Linked DNA regions of Mus musculus: region 1 is linked to region 2. Evidence: chromatin contacts called from public HiChIP or PLAC-seq data. All regions are on one chromosome and are shown on one strand. Each heading gives the region's core, a stretch centred on a gene start, on an enhancer-like site or on the middle of the called end of the contact. The rest is flanking DNA. Distances are from core to core; before and after follow the strand shown.

Region 1 (5,403 bases), core at 486-2,985, 63 kb before region 2:
TCAGGTTTTGTGTATCTGGATTTATGTTGAGATTATTAATCAACTTGAACTTGAGTTTTGTGCAGGGTGATAAGTATGGATCTATTTGCATTCTTCTACATGCAGACATCTAGTTTGACGAGCATCATTTGTTGATGATGCTGTCTTTTTTCCAGTGTGCATTTCTGACTCCTTTATCAAAAATCAAGTGTCTATAGGTGTATAGATTCAGGTCTGGGTCTTCAATTTGATTCCATTGATCAACATGTCTGTTTTTATGCCAATACCATGTGGTTTTCATTACTATAGCTAACTAGTACAACTTGAAATTGGTAATGGTGGAACATCCAACAGTTCTTTTTTTGCTCAGGGTTGTTTTATCTATTCTGAGTTTATTGCTTTTCTGTATGAAGTTGAGCATTTTCCACTCCACATCTGTGAAGAATGGTGTTGTAGTTTTGATGGTAATTGCATTGAATCTGTAGATTGCTTTTGGGGGTGGGGAATAAAATATTTATCTCTTTGGCTTTGCAGAAGTGTTATGAGTTTCATCTGTCAGTCGTTGCCCTGGATCCCTGGGCAAATGGAGTCCTCTTCAGAAAGTCTATTCACAGACCTACACTCTGTAGGGTTCTGCCTGTATTTTCTAACACTTTCAGTGTCTCGGGTTTCACATTTAGGTCTTTGATCCATCTAGAGTTACTTTTGTGTCAGGTGATAGAAGCATGTCCAATTTCATTTTTCTATACTTGGGACTCCAGTTTTCCTGGCACCATTTGTCCAAAATGTGGTCTTTTCTCTGCTGTGTCATTCTCAGTCATTGTAATCAATGAGAGACCCTGGCAGGGGTTGTGCACAGCCCTGGGAGTGCGGGGTGGGACTGAGCATGTGCAAAGGCAGGGAATGACTGGAATTCTTCTCTATCATATGCTGAATTTTGTGGTAGATCTTGAAATCTTTAAGATGCAAAAGTAGAGCCCTAATAAGCAAAACACACCAAAGACCAGCCAGCTTCTAATTCTACCCGAACGTCCTGTTTCATTTGTTACTCTTTCTGTGTGGATGAGAATGTGGCGTGACATAGGTCCCCAGGAAAACCCGACTGAACAGAAAACTGTGTGTTGTATGTGAGAAAGAAACCAAACCAAACCAAAAACAAAGAGACAGGCAGCAGGAGAACCTGTGATAAATGTAGGTGAATTTGCCTGAAATTTCTTAACCAAAGTATAATTTTCATTGTAATATTATCCATATAGCCTGTAACTTTTTTTTTTTTTAAAGAACTACCAAACATCTGCAGCTCTTCACATATACTGCAACGGAAAGAAGAAAGCTGTAGAAGTCACCTGCCCAGGCTTCTGGAGCTAGTGACAGGTGGAGGCTAACAGCTCCTGCTTTTACTTCTGGAGTTCACTAAACATCACCAGCTGTGGAACTGGGCAAGGAAAATGTCCTCCTTAGGGGGCTTGAGCTGGCAGTTGTCAGCAGGAGAGGAACAGACAGAGTTGTCTGTCACTGATCTCTGCTAGTCTGTCCTCTCTCATAAATTCACTGCTTAAGTGGCACTTTGTTGTGAATAGCCCTGGGGCTGATTATATTTGATGTTAATTCCATTCTCCAGTGCGTGGTTGTGAACAAGGAATGAGTCAGCACTCAGGTGATTTCCTGTAAACCTGCTTCCCACCTTAATTTGTAAAATAAAGGAGAGCTGTAGATTGGGCAGATAAAAGGGAAAGTGGATCTTTGGTGAAGTTTAGCTGGCTGTAATTCCACATACAAAGTTAAGGTTGGATTCCGGGCTGAGGCTGGGGTTACGATTGTAGCTAATTGGGTTTGGGGATAGAGTTGGCTTTGGTGCCTGGGTTGTGGTTGTGTTAAGTGTAGGGGTGGGTGGGTTTGAGGTTGGTGTTACGGTTAGGGTATGGGTAGGCATTTGGGTTAGGTTTGAAGTTGGTATTGGAGACTGGGTTGGGCATAGGGTGGGGGCAAGTCTTGGGATGGGCTTGAGGTTATGTTTAGAATTGTGCTTGGGTGTGGAGATGGCCAGGGGTGGGATGGGGTTTAGGGATGTGCTGTTGGAGTTGGGGTTAGAGTAGAGTCGGAGATGGTGTTAGAGTTGGGATTGTGTTGGCTTGGATGTGAGATTGGGGTTGGTATTAAACTCGGGGTTGGGGTAGGGATTGTGGATAGCACTGGGGTTAGGGTTATAGTCGTGCTTGATATTGGGGTAGAATTGAGGCAGGGGATTGCTTGAAGTTAAATTGGAGTTGTGTTTGGTGTTGTCAGGTGTGCTGTCTGATTCTTATGTCAACTTGACCCAGGCTAGAGTCATCTGAGAGGGAGGAACCCCAATTAAGAAAAATACCTCCATAAAACTTGGCTGTAGGTAAGCCTATATATAGAGCATTTTCTTAATTAATGAAATAGCCAAGGAACAAGCAAGGCAATAAACAAGGTCCTGTGATCACTCCCAAGGTCACTGTTTCTAAGGACAGTTTCTCTTCAGGGTGGCCAAGTTATCTTAGCCTACTTCACTGTCTTAGCCCAAAGTCATATTCATGCCTAAAGCCTACTTCTTTGTACTAGCCTAAAGTAAGATTCCTCCCTGAACTTTCTTCCCTGTTCTAGCCTAAAATCAGATTCCTGCCTGAGCTTACTTCCTCGTCCTGGCCCGATGTCAGATTCCTGCCAAGGGGCCCCAAAAGCTTTCCACAAAACTTTGTGTGTGAATTGATCCGGAGCAAAGTCTGTTAGTGTCATCTACCACTGTACCTAGCAGTGGAGACCAGTCTGGCTACGTACGATGTTTCCTCCTAATGGTCACAGCGTCAACTTGGCCGATCAGGATGATCATGGGGATGATGCCCCATTACAACCTGAGCATCCTTTCAATTCCCCCTAAACATAGGATGATCTGGGGCTGGAGAAATGAATGGCTCAGTGGTTAAGGCACTGACTGCTCTTCCAAAGGTCCTGAGTTCAAATCCCAGAAACCACATGGTGGCTCATAACCACCTGTCATGAGATCAGACGTCCTCTTCTGGTGCGTCTGAAGTCAGCTACCCTAAGTCCCAGAAACTAGGCCTTAAGACAGCAGCTCCAGGGACAGACCATAAAATCCAGAAAAAGATCATAAAACCCCCTCCCAAAGAACAGCCTGGGGACAACCTCAAGAATGGGGAAATAGCTTATCTCATAATAGGCCATCTTCTAAGGGCAGTCCTATTTTATCACATGATATAGGAATGCAGACCACCGATCACCTGTGACCCTCACCCCCAGTACCCACCAATGAGATTTTAGATTACCTAATCCTTCTAGAGAGCTGCCCCATAAAATGTTCTTCCCTATAAGAAGGCCTGTGTGCCTCTGTCTGGGGTCTAGAGAATGGTTGCTCCCAGCATGCTGGATTTTTCTGAAGAATAAATGTTCTTTATTTTTGCATACTATCTGAGTCTGGGGTCTTCCTTCAGTGATTTTCATACCCTTACAATACCAAAACCAAACAATGACCAATCTTCATGTGTACTTTGATGTGTCTTAAACATTTTTTAAATTTATTTTTATTTTTATTGTTTTTGGTTTTTTTTCGAGACAGGGTTTCTCTCTGCAGTCCTTGCTGTCCTAGAACTCACTCTGTAGACCAGGCTGGCCTTGAACTCAGAAATTCACCTGCCTCTACCTCCCAAGTGCTGGGATTAAAGGTGTGTGCCACCATGCTTGGCCCCTCGATGTGTCTTAAAAAGTATACTCAGCTGTTTTACCTTTTACTGTGGCACCTGGAATGTATACCAATCTACTAAGGAACTGATTGGTTAGTCAGTGATAAAGCAATATGTTTGTGACGGGTAAGATTTATATTTATGTATTTTCCACTTTTTTTTTTTGTTTGTTTGTTTTGTTTGTTTTTTTAGGTTTTTCGAGACAGGGTTTCTCTGTGTAGCCCTGACTGTCCTGGAACTCACTCTGTAGACCACGCTGGCCTCAGAAATCCGCCTGCTTCTGCCTCCCAAGTACTAGGATTAAAGGCGTGCGCCACCACGCCCGGCTGTATTTTCCACTTTTTTGTCTTGCTTTTTTGTTTTGTTTTTGTTTTTGTTCCTGTTTTTGTTTTCTTGAGACAGTGCTTCTCTGTGTAGCCCTGGCTGTCCTGGACCTTACTCTGTAGACCAGGCTAGCCTCGAACTCTGCCTGCCTCTGCCTCCCAAGTGCTGGAATTAAAGGTGTGCACCACCACTGTCCACTTGTCTTGCTTTTGAGGCAGGATCTCATGTGGTCCAAGCTAGCCTTGAACTCCTGTGCCCCCACCCACCAAGTGTCACATGTGCTGAAACTAGACGCATATTACACCATGAGCAGCTTGGTATTAATTTTTGAAAACGTTACCTGTGGTGGTTATGGCTTTTTGTTTTGTTTTGTTTTGTTTTGTTTTTGTTTTTCGAGACAGGGTTTCTCTGTGTAGCCCTGACTGTCCTGGAACTCACTTTGTAGACCAGGCTGGCCTCGAACTCAGAAATCTGCCTGCCTCTGCCTCCCAAGTGCTGGGATTAAAGTCGTGCATCACCACTGCCTGGCTGGTTATGGCTTTTTAAAAAGAAGCTTTTAATTTGTGTTTTAAATTTTCAGGTTCTTTTAGGGACAGAACTTAGCAATAGCTTTAATTTCAATCATCAATAATAGGACTTTATGGATATCTTACGGTCCTCAAAGTAAGGTTCACAGTAGATATTAAAGCTCAGGAAATATGACTGCAACCCCCGGACAGAACTCTGAAGCGCTTTGTTAGTCTGCTTGCTTGCTTTTGGTATTGAGGGTTGAACTCAAGACTCTGCGCATGCTCCTCTGCAGAGCAATGTCCTTGGCCTCAGCACTTGGCTAGAACTGAGTGAAAGTGCTTGGTATTGCTCCTCCCGCACCCAGGCTGCTCACTGACAGCTTGCTCTTGTCATGTATTCATGCACACCCAGAACTGCCTGATTGTGTAATGTAAAAACATCTGGTCTTCTGGAATTTTAGAGCAATGTCTAATTGTCGCTGAGGACAGTGATGCCTGTCCCCAGTCATACCGCCCGACTAACAGAGACTTTATTTTGGGAAGGTATAAACCAAGTAGAAATTTTGGGCTTAGAGAGACTTTGCCTTCCCCAATCCCCAGAGAAATATACTTTACTTTTTGTTTCTTTCTATTATTTAAAAAAAAAAAAAGATTTATTTTATGTAAGTACACTGTAGCTGTCTTCAGGTACTTTTTCTTCTTTCTCCAGCCCTGCCTGCTCTGGCCCAAAGATTTACTAATTTATTATATGTAGGTACACTGCAGCTGTCTTCAGATCCCTGAGAAGAGAGCATCAAATCTCACTACAGATAGTTGTGGGCCACTATGTTCTCCCATGCTGGGATTTGAACTCAGGACCCTCGGAAGAA
Region 2 (5,523 bases), core at 2,677-5,176:
TCCACTCTCTGAACATCATCTGTCCTCTGTAGCATCTGCTCCAGCCAAGCATCACGTGCCCTTTCACCAGACAGCTTCCAGAAAAACGCAGAACTTCTTCTTACCTGTCTGACCCGCAGAACATCACATGGTTCTCCAAGGAAACCAGAAATTCCCTCTTCAACTGACAAAAAGTGCAATTGTAGCTACAAATTATGGGAGAAGTACTTGCTTTTTAGACTTGTGGGAAATACTTGACATTTTGTAAGTAAAGATTAAATTGTAACTCCATCAATTTATAGTTGAATTAAGTTACCAGAAGATATATTTGTAGCAAATTTGCCAGAAAGATTCATTTAAATGTTGCAGAGGGAAATGGCAGCATGTTTTGGCTATTTACCTGTTGTTGTTTTGTTTTGTTTTGTTTTTAATGCTGTGTGTTTTGCACGTGATGGTTCCTTATTTATTTATTAGATATATTTATTATTATACATAAGTACACTGTAGCTGACTTCAGACACACCAGACGAGGGCATCATATCTCATTACAGGTGGTTGCTGAGATTTGAACTCAGGACCTTCGGAAGAGCAGTCAGTGCTCTTACCCGCTGAGCCATCTCTTCAGCCCCTATTTACCTATTGTATGTAACTTCATATCATAGTACCCTTTGATGATAACACTATAAAATAGAATTAAATGTTTTTTTCCAGTAGTGGTCAATGGAGAGTAAACCCAGGGTATTGAATACTCTAGGTAAGACAAAACTCTATATCTCCAGCCCACTTCCTGTTTTAAAATTTGAGAATGGGTGGGTCTTTGTGGTGGTTTGATTATGCCCAACCCAAGGAGTGGCACTATTTGGAGGTCCTGCCTTGTTGGAGTGGGTGTGCCACTGTGGGCTTTGGGCTTTAAAACCCTCCTCCTAGCTGCATGGAAGCCAGTCTTCTAGCAGCCTTCAGATAAAGATGTAGAACTCTTGAGCTCTTCCTGTAGCATGTCCGCCGGTAAGGCTGCCATGCTCCCACCTTGATGATAACAGACTGAACCTCTGATCCTCTGAGCCAGCCCCAATTAAATGTTGTCCTTTATAAAAGTTGCCTTGGTCATGGTGTCTGTTCACAGCAGTAAAACTCTAAGACAGTCTTCTTAGTTGCCCTTTAACAGGTTAGCCTTGAACTCATGATCTTCCTGACTTAGCCTTCTAAGTAGTAGGGACTACAGGATTTTACTCCCAAGACCAGATCTAAATTAAATGATCTCTAAAATCACTTTTTACTAAATGAATCTAATCATTTTTGTATTCTTTCCTAAAAACTGTGTAGTTAAGACAATAGATACAAATAACTCTTTAGTTAAATAAGGTATAATTTGTTAGATTATATTGTAGATACTTTCCATTTTACTGATATTACAGAAGAGTGCTTCAATAGCAATACTGTGCTGTCAATACTTATTTGCTATGAATGTTAACTCCTAAAACTTTATACAGATTATAGGTATTAACTTTTTAAATTTTTTATCTTTTTTCTGTGTGTGTGTGTGTGTGTGAGTGAGTGAGAGAGAGAGAGAGAGAGAGAGAGAGAGAGAGAGAGAGAGAGAAAATGAATGAATGAATATGATTCTTTGTATAGCCTTGTCTGTCCTAGAACTCACTCCATAAATCAGGCTGGCCTTGAGCGCAGAGATCCACCTGCCTCTGTCTCCCAAGTGCTGGGCTAAAGCCAACATTCCAGGCTCTTTTTTTTAAATCTCCCCTCCCCCACTGAAATGCATCCAGGCATATCTTGTGTACGCTCACTGTGTAGCTCAGGTTGACCTTTCATTTGAGGTGATCCTACAGTCTCAGCCTCCTGGGTGCTAAGATCATAAGATGAGCCACCAAGCTGTTTTGTTATTAAATAAAATAAAATAAAATAAAAAGGCTTCATTATGTCATTCAAGCAAGTTTTGAGCTCTTGGCTCAAGCCAACCTCCAGCTAAATCTTCCACTTTAGTTGAGACCACAGGTATCCACCACTTCACCTGTTTAATTCAGAGTTTTATTAATCTTCTTGACATCTACTGCTGTTGCCAAAAGCATCAAGTCTTTTCAACTAGCCTCTGTTCTGTTGTTGTCCAGCAGCAAATCCATGTCCTATAAGTTGGTTTCATTCTGATACTGCCTACCTGCAGGTAGGCTCCACAGGCTAAGGGTATGTCTTCAAAGTTACCTGTGGTTTAATTCCATGTTCCAAAGTTAAGGACTCCTACAGTCTCCTCTTCAGGTATGGTTTAGTTTGTTTGTTTGTTTGTTTGTTTGTTTGTTTGGCTTTTGATTTTGTGTTTTCTCTGACTTTTGACTTTCTTTTAAAGATTCTTCTCTCGTACAGTACATTCCTACCATAGTTTCCCCTCCCTCCATTCTTCCCAGCATCTGTAATTACAAATCATGTATTATAATACTGTATTTATTGTTTTTAAAAATGAAAGGAATATTATGAGTCTTCAAGGGTTTTTTATTTTATGCATAACAAGGCTTTTGCAGTCAACGGACTTAATTGACACACACAAATAAGACACCCTTACTATGTATTAAGGCACTTTTTTGCTCACAGTTTCTGACCCACAAAGTACATGAGTACTATAGTATTTTTGTAAGTCCCGAGAATGCAGGTTCCCCATTGAGTTGTGCTACTGAAAGCTCTTATGTCTTACTAGCTTTAAGACAAACATGGCAGCATCCGAGTGTGTGTAGTATGACAAGAGAAGGGATCTGAAAGAAGATGCCATGCAGAGAAGCTTGGTGGCAGCTGGCACGGTGTGGGAATGTAAAAATAGGCCCAGAAACAGCTTTTATGATGGATTTTGTAAATAGATTTGTTACAGGGTGACTTGTTATTGCTGTGATCTTACCATTTCAAATGGAAGTAATTTGAATAAATTTGAATAAATTTTGTATGGTAAGAGGTCAATGAAAAAAATTTTTATGCAAAAAGGAAATAGATTGTTTTTTTTTCCCCAAACAATACATCCTGACCACAGTTTCCCCTTTCCCCTCCCTCGACCCCTCCCCTCCCCACCCCCATCCCCACCCCCACGTCCCCTCTCCCCTAGATCAGGCCTTCAAGAGACAATAGTCAAATAGGACCTAACAAGATACAGAAAGGCAAGGCAAAAGCCCTCATCAAGGCAGGATGAGGCAACCCCACAGGAGGAAAAAGAGTCCCAGGATCAGGCAAAAGAATTAGAGACACACTGCTCTCACAAAAAAGGTCAAGCCAAAAGACATAACATCACACACAGGACCAGGTCTAGACCCATGCAGGGCCTTTGCTTGCTGCTTCAGGCTCTATGATCCCATACGGTTTAATTGATTTGTTGCTTAGTTGATTTGGTGGAATAATTTATTAGAATGACTTATGGAATTCAGGAAAGTATTGACCATTCTAGACCATGTTAAAGACAATGAGGCTTGAGGGCTTCCTTGTTTCCGTGGGGCTGGAATATGCCACCCCTTTGCGTGCTTAGGTTTTGTTGAGTATTGTGTTATGCATGGTTCAAATCACCCTCAGCATCATGTCTTCCTCCTAGGATGGTTCATTAAGCCCCACTTAAAGCATTCTACTGCTTTCCAAATCCACATTCCTCCAAAGAAAAACATGCTCAGGCCTATAGTAGCAATCAATACCACATTCCCTGGTACCAACCTCTGCCTTAGGGTTTTACTGCTGTGAACAGACATCATGATAAGACAACTTTTATAAAGAGCAGTATTTATAGGGGCTGGCTTACAGGTTCTGAGGTTCAGTCCATCATCACGGCAGGAGCATGGCAGCATCCAGGCAGACATGCACTAGAGAAGCTGAGGGTTCTATCTGTATCTTGTTCTGAAGGCCAGCAAGGAAGCCTGACTCCTCAGGCAGCTGGGAGAAAGGTCTCAAAGCCCACCCCAGCAGTGACAAACTTCCTCCACAAAGGCCACGCCTGCTCTAACCAGGCCACAGCTGCTAAGAGTGCCACTCCTTGGGCAGAGCATATTCAAGCAACCACAATTCCAAACTCCTTTCCCTTCCCCAGCAGCTTCGGCACAGTGGGGCTGATTGTTACGTGGTCATTCTCCGTTGTGAAGTTAGTAAGATGCCCCTCAAGACTTCGGTACTCAAGTGGATTTCAAGGATTCTAGAGGCTGTGTGCTAGAAACTGAACATGAAACCAGGAGTGCTCCCCAGCCCCACCAGTAACTGCATGCCTGTGGCAGGAAGTCTTAAGAGACCTACAAGTCAACAGCCCTCCTTAGAGAAGGTTTGTGTCTCCAAGTTACCAGTTTTCTTGTGTAGTTGTTTTGTTTCATGTTGGTGTACCTAGGAACTAATGCTAGTTTGTAATTGCAGTAATGAATCACCATTTGTAGTTCTTTTTGGTTTTTGTTTTTTAATTTCTTAAGCTTCCCACTTCATTATTTATCTGAATGATCTAGCTAGTCTTAAGAGACTGGAGGATATAACCAGTTTAGATCTATGAAAAATGAAAAGTTACTCTTTTATCTCCAGGGTATTTAGGAAATCAATAATAAGAATTCTGAAAAAAAAATTAAATTGGAATGACACAATTCTAGCTGAGCTATGTTGTGGCTAGAATAGCCTAACCTCAGTGTACGTCCTGAATAGAGAGAGCCAGTCCTCACAATTTAAAAGACCTGCACCCCCCTGAGAGTAGCTTTGTAGAAACGTGACTGCCCTTCAGAAACAGTAATGGATGTGGTGCTGTAACCCTAGCACCAGGTAAGCCAAGGCAGGAGGATTGTATGAGTTTGAAGCTAGTCTGGTTCATATAACAGAATCCTGTCTGTGGGGATAAAACAAACACAAATGCACAACATCCCCGACCTTCAACATTTAGCTTTCTTTTTCTGCACATGTCTACTTTGGATGGATCTACAGAACTTACCTGATTATTGTTATCCCCATACAGCCTAATTTATACCATGAAGGGTTTTAGTGAGGTGTGGATCTGCTGACCAAGATACAGTCTGGTTTTTGTTGTTGTTGCTTTTGTTTATTTGTTTTGGTCTTTGAGCAGAAGATACCTGGATTTACATGTGTGATTAGCTGTGTATTCAACATTGAGGGACAGACATCACCCGTGTTGGAGGTCTTCGACATTATAAAGATGCTTAGGGTCCCTCTTCCTTCATCTTGACCAGAAAGACTTTGGGAGAGTCTTTAGTGACTGGTGAATTTAGCAGCTAAACCTTTATGATGTTGGAGGACTTTCTTCCTGTTGCCATGTTTTCTAACTCTTTAGTTCAGTTATGAAGGGGAACACCATTTTTCTTTTCTAGTAATTTCAGTAAGGTCAATTTGAAATACTTTCTTAGCTGAGAGTGGTTGATGTTTTTATTCTTTTTTTGGGGGGGGGGTTGGTTTTTTGGTTTTTTGAGACAGGGTTTTTCTGTGTAGACCCAGCTTCCCTGGAACTCACTTTTTAGACCAGGCTGGCCTCGAACTCAGAAACCCGCCTGTCTCTGTGATTGATGTTTTTAATTCAAGAAAACCCCTCCCTGT

The links. HiChIP or PLAC-seq counts read pairs in DNA pulled down with a chosen protein or histone mark.
Region 1: a contact with region 2 is called in an H3K27ac HiChIP or PLAC-seq map of embryonic stem cells, with 20 read pairs. The contact joins the promoter of Platr9 here to the enhancer-like site in region 2. A contact is called at or near these places in 1 of 15 datasets of contacts at CTCF or cohesin (CD8 T cells), 7 of 484 Hi-C or Micro-C datasets (embryonic stem cells, gonadal supporting cells, reprogramming fibroblasts and 1 more) and 7 of 115 datasets of contacts at active chromatin or transcription factors (all in embryonic stem cells).

What each region holds. Positions count from the first base shown.
Region 1 is chr4:34,907,813-34,913,215 of GRCm38.p6, reverse strand. It overlaps Platr9 (pluripotency associated transcript 9), which reads left to right and starts at 1,735. Exons shown (of 3, transcript NR_040652.1): 1 at 1,735-1,765; 2 at 2,266-2,365; 3 at 2,608-3,427.
Region 2 is chr4:34,846,549-34,852,071 of GRCm38.p6, reverse strand. All of the region lies in intron 1 of Zfp292 (zinc finger protein 292), which reads left to right. Among named protein-coding and RNA genes, the nearest start is that of Zfp292, 34 kb to the left of the region's middle. Within about 2 kb of position 3,926, at least 54 of the 459 cell types and tissues checked have an H3K27ac peak or open chromatin away from gene starts, as enhancers often do. A contact at or near this core is called in CD8 T cells and embryonic stem cells, where this site is marked.